Regions from separate parts of the Triticum aestivum genome. Here region 1 is linked to region 2. Evidence: chromatin contacts called from public Hi-C data. All regions are on one chromosome and are shown on one strand. The core of a region is the stretch at or near the end of the contact, and the rest is flanking DNA. Distances in the headings are between cores, read along the strand shown. Region 1 has its middle 110 kb from the start of LOC123053193. Region 2 holds the start of LOC100682483 (potassium transporter 1).

What was found. Hi-C and Micro-C count contacts between places; a contact is called where the count stands out from the background.
Region 1: a contact with region 2 is called in a Hi-C map of leaf, with 4 times the contacts expected there. The contact joins the enhancer-like site here to the promoter of LOC100682483 in region 2. A contact is called at or near these places in 4 of 5 Hi-C or Micro-C datasets (leaf and an unstated tissue) and 1 of 1 datasets of contacts at active chromatin or transcription factors (leaf).

The regions. Positions count from the first base shown.
Region 1 is chr2D:370,228,353-370,232,590 of IWGSC CS RefSeq v2.1, forward strand. No RefSeq gene overlaps it. Among protein-coding and RNA genes, the nearest start is that of LOC123053193, 110 kb to the right of the region's middle. Within about 2 kb of position 2,224, at least 1 of the 8 cell types and tissues checked has an H3K27ac peak or open chromatin away from gene starts, as enhancers often do. A contact at or near this core is called in leaf, where this site is marked.
Region 2 is chr2D:369,934,042-369,937,996 of IWGSC CS RefSeq v2.1, forward strand. It overlaps LOC100682483 (potassium transporter 1), which reads right to left and starts at 1,644. Exons shown (of 10, transcript XM_044476616.1): 1 at 1,339-1,644.

The sequences.
Region 1 (4,238 bases), core at 974-3,473, 290 kb after region 2:
TTGCGTCTCCGGCCCGCCCAGGACGAAAAGCCCATTTTGTGTCATGATTTTTTGTCATAGAAGTAGGAGCCCACCACATCTATGATGATACCGGGTTTTGTCACAATATCGTCATAGAAGTAAGCATGACAGGAAAAAAATTCGTTCGGTCCAAAATGTCACGGATGTGTTTTTTTTTGTAGTGCAAAGGGCATCATGGGGCAGGGCGCGGCACATGTGAAGTCGGCCGGGCGCGTGAGTGCATACAGTCCATGCAAGGACAAGGTGGGAGTCGCCAGCACTGGGAGGACGTGGGGCAGCTGCGATGCAAGGTCGGTGACATCGACGTGTTCTTGCAGGGCACCGTGGTTGCAGTGTGTCAGCGACGGCGGCACTTAGCGTCGCTAGCAGCTCGGTGTAGCGTGGCGGTGCGTGGAGGTAGGTGACCCTGACGGCAGGGCAAGGCGCAGTGGCAGCGGTGAGGGAATGGCAGAGAAGGTGCCAGGAAAGGCGCAGTGATACGATGCTTGGGCGGTTGCTGTTGTTCAAGATCGCCGGAGGTGTGATAGCACACATGACGAGGCACCATGGCGTGGTGGCGGCGGCGCGTGGTGGCAATGCGGGCTTGCGTGCGGGCCTACTGCAAACTCTGATGGGCTTTAGAGGGTGGCGGCGGGTCGAGCGGCGGCTATGGTTAGGTGTAAAGGAGCTAGTCTAGGGTTTCCTTAATTGTAGGGAAGGAGTTGGCTATTTATAGGAAGGTGACAGTTGGTCCTATTAGACTGGAATGGTTGTGAACAATGTAGGCTGGCCTAATAAGAAGGTATATGTGGCTAATTCGTTTTTACTAATAAATTGCAAGTAATTTGTGGGGGCCCAAACACTGTAGGAATACCATGTGCAAAGTCTGGGACTCTATCTTGGAGCACAAGGACAATAGGGGAAATGGTTTTGATAAAAACATGAATAACATTTAATGGAAAATAACTTAGTTTTGGGTGTTTGGTATTTTTCATGTGTTTGAGAATATTACATGATGACATGATGATGCAACAATAAAATAACAATTATTTATTTAGGGTAGGGGTATTAACCCTAGCCTCAAATGTGATGGGTTTTGATAATTTACTCCTGAATTAGAGATGCACTTGAATTAATGGTCCAAATAGTCTTCAATTGAACATTTCAGATCATAGTCTTGTTCCTCTTCTTCAAATTAGAATTTGAGTCAATATACTTGTTGCTGCAACATGTATGAACTTGTAATATGACTTAAATATTTTGTTCCATAAGAACATATACTTCGCAAGAGAAAATAAGACTATGTAACAGCATTAGATATGCTCTTTTGAATTTTTTATGCTAACCACCACTCGTGTCTTAACATAATTTCTTCCTAGCTTGCGGTTGTATGAAACCAAAGAAAGACTAATTGCGATATGTGAAGGATCACGAGATTCTTTCGCAGTGATACTTTCTGACTCTTTAGTTTTGTAGAGCTCCCCTGAACGTCCTCGTCTTAGCTCCAGCTTCTAGCTCATGTGAGTTTGGGTAAACAGTAAAATCTAAAGAAAAAGAATAGAAAATCATTAAAAAAATCTGATTTTTTTCGGCAAAGAACATTGACATGTGTCTCACATGTGCAAATCTCTGCATTGAAATCGTATTCTTGAAGGCGAGAGCAAAAAAAACCGATGCTCCAAAATGTTTTTCTCAGACCTCCATGAATATGCTTTCATCGCAAAAAGTTGCACACATGTAAAACAGACAACAATGTTTATTGTAAAAAATATCAGAATTTTAAAACATATTTTCTATTATTTGGTTTTTATTATTATTCACTCTAGCTCACACGAGCTCAACCTGAGAAACTCCATGTAATTCCAGTAACCACCTTGCTTTCCTTTGGTTGTTTACTTTTCTACGGTCGTTCCCGTGATACGAGCAAAAGGTAGGACCGAAACATGCGAAGACTCTTCGTCCTATTGATTAGGAATCTCAATCAGGCCACACAAATGCATGCATATCGCAACAGTCGTGCTGCTACTAGCAGGTCCAGTGGTACTAGTAGTAGGGAAAGCAAACGGATTGCACGCATCTGCGTACAACTTTTGGACGCTCGTTCGATACCGTCGCGACTCGTCGGGCGCGAAGCTTCAGCGAGCGGTCCAGCTTCCCCTGCATGCAGCAGTCAACGACGGCGACTGCGATCGAAGACCATGACCGAGCGGCTAGCGCACCTCGTCTCGTCATACCACCCCCCAACTGGTGAAATGCTACACGACAATGAGAACAGCCGAGCGCATCTGTTCACGTCTATTTTTTTGTTGATCGTAGATTTGTAAGGGCATAAGTAAAGCGGACCCTCTAACCTATCGCAACCATCCGGACATTGCGGTCTGTACAAGTTTAGCTATCCAATATGGGACAGTATCAGTTCGGACGCATTTTTCCCCACAAAGTTGAAGGAAGAATATCATACGGAAACCAATATTCAATTAAAACTTTGTGGAAATCATATTTTAAAGTTTTGAAAAAATAAGAAAAAATACGGGATGTTAAGAGGGTGATTTTTATTGCCACGCGAAATTTCAAGTTGAAACACATTACGAGATGTAAGTTATGAAGAAGACAAATTCAGCCCTGAATAGTGACATTATTGTTCGGTAGTACTCAACGCTGATTTTTGTCTTTTTCATAGCTCACATCTCGTAATGTATTTTAACTTAAATTTTTGTGTGGCAATACAACATCATCCTCTTAACATCCCGTATTTTTTCAGATTTTTTTGAAACTTCAAAACATCTTCTTCTCGTGGTTTTCACCTGTTCCCAAAGTTGAAACAAACTATGAGGGCTTTGCAGGAGTTTGGACAGCAGCCACGTAGGACTCCAACAGCCCCGATTCACGCAAAACCCCTCCGGGCCACGCACCTTCATCCTCCCATCTTTCACTGCATTCGTTTTCTCTCTTGTCTTCATCGTCGCTCCACCGCCCCGCCACACCCGTGCCGGAACTCGACGGCTCTGTCTCCTCCAACGCTACACCCGGGCTCCATGCCACTTCTCCTTCGCCGCCGTTCCACACCTCTCCTCCATCCACCGCACAGGTACCATCCACCCCTACGATACTCACCATGTCTGGCAAGTGTTCGGTGAAATGCACATACTAATTTTTTGTACCTTTCTTCTTTGAAGCAATGGATTCGGCTATGAAGTACATATACGAGCACTATGTTGAGTCGTCTGATGGCTCGTCCGACGGGGAGGACTAAATGGATGAGACGGCGATGATGCAGGCGGTCCTTGCAGACGAGGAGCGTGCGGAAGAGCATGTTCTCAATTTCAAGAGATCAATCAAGGGTCATCGAGTGCTCAACCGCAACAGGGCGCGTGGCCATTTGACATTGATGAACGGCTACTTTTCCCCGGATGCAGTATTTGCTAACAATTTTTGCCGCCACTTTTAGATGTGAAAAAATGTCTTCGATCATCTCTACCATTGTGTCCGGTCCTTTGATGACTACTTCATTTTGAAGAAGGATGCCGCGGGAAGGATTAGGTTCTCTGGTTATGGCACGGCCACACTGTGGATGTTTGCATATGGCACGGGCGTTGATTCGTGGGACGAATACCAACGGATGTCTGAAAGCACGTGCGAAGATGCCATGGTAAGATTTGCTACTGTCGTGTTCTCGGTGTTTGGACCTCAGTATCTGGGAGAACCAACTATTGCAAACACCGAGAGGATCTTGGCAATGTCTAAAGCTAGATGGTGGCCAAGTTTGCTCAGATCTCTTGACTGCATGCATTGGAGATGGCAAAACTGCCCAAAATCTCTACAAGGGCAATATCAGGGTTGTGTTGAAGCCCACCATCATTCTTGACGCACTTTCTTTGGCATGCTCGGGTCTCATAATGACATCAATGTGCTGCAGCGATCACTATTGTTTGCTATGCTAATTGAAGGGAATGCTTTTCATTGCCACTATACTGTCAATGGGCATGAATACAACATGGGTTATTATCTAGTTGAGAGTATCTATCCTTCATGTGTTAGCTTTGTCAAGACCATCTCTGACCCATTTGGTCATAAAAATTCTTGTCTAAAGACAAGAAGCAGCTAGAAATGATGTTAAGAGGGCATTTAGAGTTATGCAAGCACATTTTGCAGTTATTCATGGACGTGCTAAACAATGGGATCTAGAGACCTTGTGGGAGGTGATGACATGTTGTGTGAACATGCACAACATGATTGTG
Region 2 (3,955 bases), core at 394-2,893:
TCTAGTCAAAATTGTTGCTTTCAATTTTTAGTAATCCTGCCTTGTGATTGTGTACTGGAGTACCTAGTACTACCATTAATCTGTAATTGTTGGATTACTCTCTACTGATATGCTATCCTGTGAATGTAAACATTTCCTTTCAAGAATTTTTCTTGAATTGCACCGATAAAGAATCAGCAGGCTTCTCATCTCAGTCGCATACCTTGTCAAAAAACCTCCATATGACTGAAGCATAAGTGACCTCATTTACTCTGTTTTTTACTACAACAACAATTGAAGCAAATTACTCTGTACTATTGAAGAAGAGTTAGTGTACGCTAATTAGTAATTACCACTTTGTTCCGGTCCCCAAATTGTTTTCAAGAATAGTACTCCCTCCGTCCCAAAATAAGTGTCTCAACTTTGTACTAACCTTAGTATAAAGTTGTACTAGAGTTGAGACACTTATTTTGGGACGGAGGGAGTAGTATCTATTGCTGTCATGTATGCATGATTATGCTCTTTTATAAAAGAACAGAGGGATACTCATACCAATAGTATATTCATTTGTATTCCTGTACAAAAACTTACATATTTCGTAAATAAATTGTGTCGATTATGACCTTCAAACCAGGGAGAGATACACCAACCCTGAGTTGAACTCATGCACGAAGATTAGTACTAGTACTAGCGTGGCATGACGCGAGGCAGTATACTACCAGTAGTACTCCAGTTTTCTATAGTTTTCCGCAGATCTTCTTGGGTCATGCACACCGTCCTCACTCACTTCCAAATGATAACAAACCCCATTAGTTTAAGTGGTGATCAGATCACAAATCAGCCTCATTGGCCACACCCTTGACCTTCCGGGCCCCCAAACTCCACACCGTCCACACCTGATCTAGTACTAATACTACTAGCAAGCGTTACTCTTGGAACGAATCTTAATTAACTACTACGTAGTGCTCACATGTGCGCCCAGCTAAGCTGAAACTAATTAACACGGCCAGTTACTCTGTATCAGCAAACCTCTGTTCTGTTAGCGAGTGGTAAAAAGGTGTTCATTTCCTAGGAGTGTTTACAGAGAAGAGAGAAAGGAAAGAATTCCTTTGCGCGATGTAATTTCAGTGCATATGCACAATCAAATAAGTAAACACTTCGAGGAGAATAAGTGTTACAACACTCGAGAATAAAACGAAGAAACTGGAGACGCATGGTTAGAAACCAAAAGAAAGAAAGAAAGGAAACAGGAGACGAAGCTCTCCCTCCTTTGTTGGAAAAAAGAACAGATGATGCGTGCTCCTTGCGTAAGAGAAACAGGCCATTGGAGGTGGGGATGGCGAGTAACTGAGCACCTACCTTGCTAAGGCGACGCAGGGACGGCCGGCGGCGAGGTACGTTCGGTCGGCCGGCTGAAGAGGGGCAGGCGGGACGAAGCCTGAGGAGGAAGTAGCAAGGAGGCGGCAGGCAGGCGAAGGTGTGCAGCAGCTCAGCTCAGCACGCACTGGGCTGGTTCTGGGATGAGGAGTCAGAGAGAAGGCGAGGAGGCCTTTGTTTAAATAGAGGGATCGGCTGGGCATGCAGTGGGAGCCAAAACGAGGAGGAGGAGGAGGAGGGGTGGCTCGGAGTTTGGACTCCAGGTTTCCGCGAAACCATAAAGAACTGAATTATGTGCAGTGTGCTGTGAATTATTGGGCAGCAGCTTATTTTGAACAGAGGGAGAGAAGGAAAAAATGGGAAGCGCGGTGCGCAAGAGCAGAAATGCATTTGCACCCTCGCCAGCCCGCCAGCCGGTCTTCGGCCGCCAAAGACTTTCCGTTTTCCTTCTCTGGGATCTACCAGCTGCTTCCTCCCGTGCAATAATTGATGCCGAATCCATTGTTTTGGTGCCGTTCCCTTCTTTTGTTTCCTTCCTCTTTTTCTACAGCGGCGTGATAAGTGGTAACTTGGCAGCTTATTTTGACATGCGTAAGTAATAGAGAGGGTTGTTGGTTGTTTTCTGGGTGTGACCCAGATGTCATGCCTGAATTGGTTCGCTTCATAAAAGTTTCTCGGCTGCGAGGAGCCATGGCTCCGCTGCTTATCACCATCGGACACTTCATCGTCATCCTCTCTTGGCATGTGTAAAGAAAAGGCTCCGCTGTTTCCGTCCTCTGCGCCTAGCAAGTGCTGGAGTGCACTCTGTCAACAAAGAAGGATTACCAATCACTGACTCTGACTTGAGGATAACTGCCAGTGTTGAACGGCACTCCTCAGTTCGCAGTAAGTAATCAGCAGGAATTCATTTTTTTTCAGTAAGTGGAGCGACAAACTGTCTTGCAGTTCACTAGAGAATGACCTCCACCTCATGTTTCTTGTCCTTGTGTGGTCTTTAAAAAAAATGTTTCTTGTCGTCGGATTTCCAGATGAAATCAGGGGAGACCCTATCAAGCCTTGTCCAAACCAAGCATCTTTTAGATTCAAAGGATTAAGAGAAAATTGCACAAAGAAACAAGTTTTGGGGTTGAGGTTACACAAAACCACAACTTTAGGGGATTTCAACAAAAATCACAGCTTTAGGACTAATTGGTAACACAAACAACAAAACAACCAGTTGAGCATAGATATGACGACAGAGCCCCACTAGTCGGTGATAGACTGATAGCTAATTTTTAGCTTGAGCACACACCGGAGCTCGGCCTACGTTGAGCCAGTTAGATAGGAGCCGAGGTGGCTAGATAAGAGTCAAAACCGGATTGATTGAAATGGACTTGTCGACAAGTTTTATCTTACAAAAATTGTACAAAATCAAAAAATAGTTGTGATAAATTGGATGAAAATTTTACAGATTGGTCGTTTAAGATGTTTTGAATTACTGTAAGAAATATATTTATGTTGAAAACTTTTTTTTAAGAAAAGTTGGTCAAATCTTACAAGAACAGTGAAAATTTAAAATGGCTAGGAAAAATGGATTAAAGATTTATCAGATAGATCTTTGGAAATGTATTGAATTACTAGAATTTTTCTGATTTTTGAATTTTTCCACCGAAATTTGGCCACATCTATAAGATAACTGTCCAAACTTTGAATTTTTTAACCCATTTTAAGATTTTTAAATGATTTAACTTTATAAGTTAGCTAAGCTCAAATCATCTTAAGGACCTCTCAAGCCAAGCCATCTATATAGTTAGTTAACATGGGACCTACATGTCATAATTCTCCTAAAACTAACTAACTGAAGCAGTTTTATGTTTTCTGTTACCGAGTAGTACTAGAGTTGTGGTTTTGTGTAACCTCGACACCCAAACTTGTGTTTTGCGTTTTTTCCCTTGAATCAAAGTAGGCATAAAGGCTAGCGGATTGCCGAAGGATAATAAATAGTCGTGGCAGCCCGCATGAATTGCCTGAGGATCCTAAGGATAATAAGGCTTGATGGCTTACTCTGAATTTTTTTTAGTTTCTTTAAAACATTTTCAGTGTCTCCGAAACTTTTCCGGTGACTTTCTCTCTTTCTCCTAACCTAGTACTCAGCGGATGGATGACTCTTAAGTGTGTGACCCGTAGGTTCGGTGAAATATAGACATAATCGGAACACTTTCCGACCAATGATCAATAGTGGAACTGTGGACATCCAAATTGAGCCCTGTGCCCACACAAATGGATATTCGAGTGAACCTTTAGTTACCATGTGCTATTCCTATTACTTCGTGATATGTTATAAAGATCGGAGGTGAGATTTATCAGCATCACTCTGAATCAACAACTTGTTCATTATGCCAGTTTCCTTGTTACAAGTTTTGCTCTCTTTTCTCGTTCCCATGTATCGGCGTCCCGGTGATCAAATCACATTGTGCCTGGCCAGACGATGATGGACACCGTGACACCGAGAGGGCCCAAGGAATATCTCTCTATCGACGGAGGAGCAAATCCCAGTCTCGAGCTATCTAATCCCTTTTCATTATTTTCTGTGAACCTGTAAGATGTCGTAATTGCCATC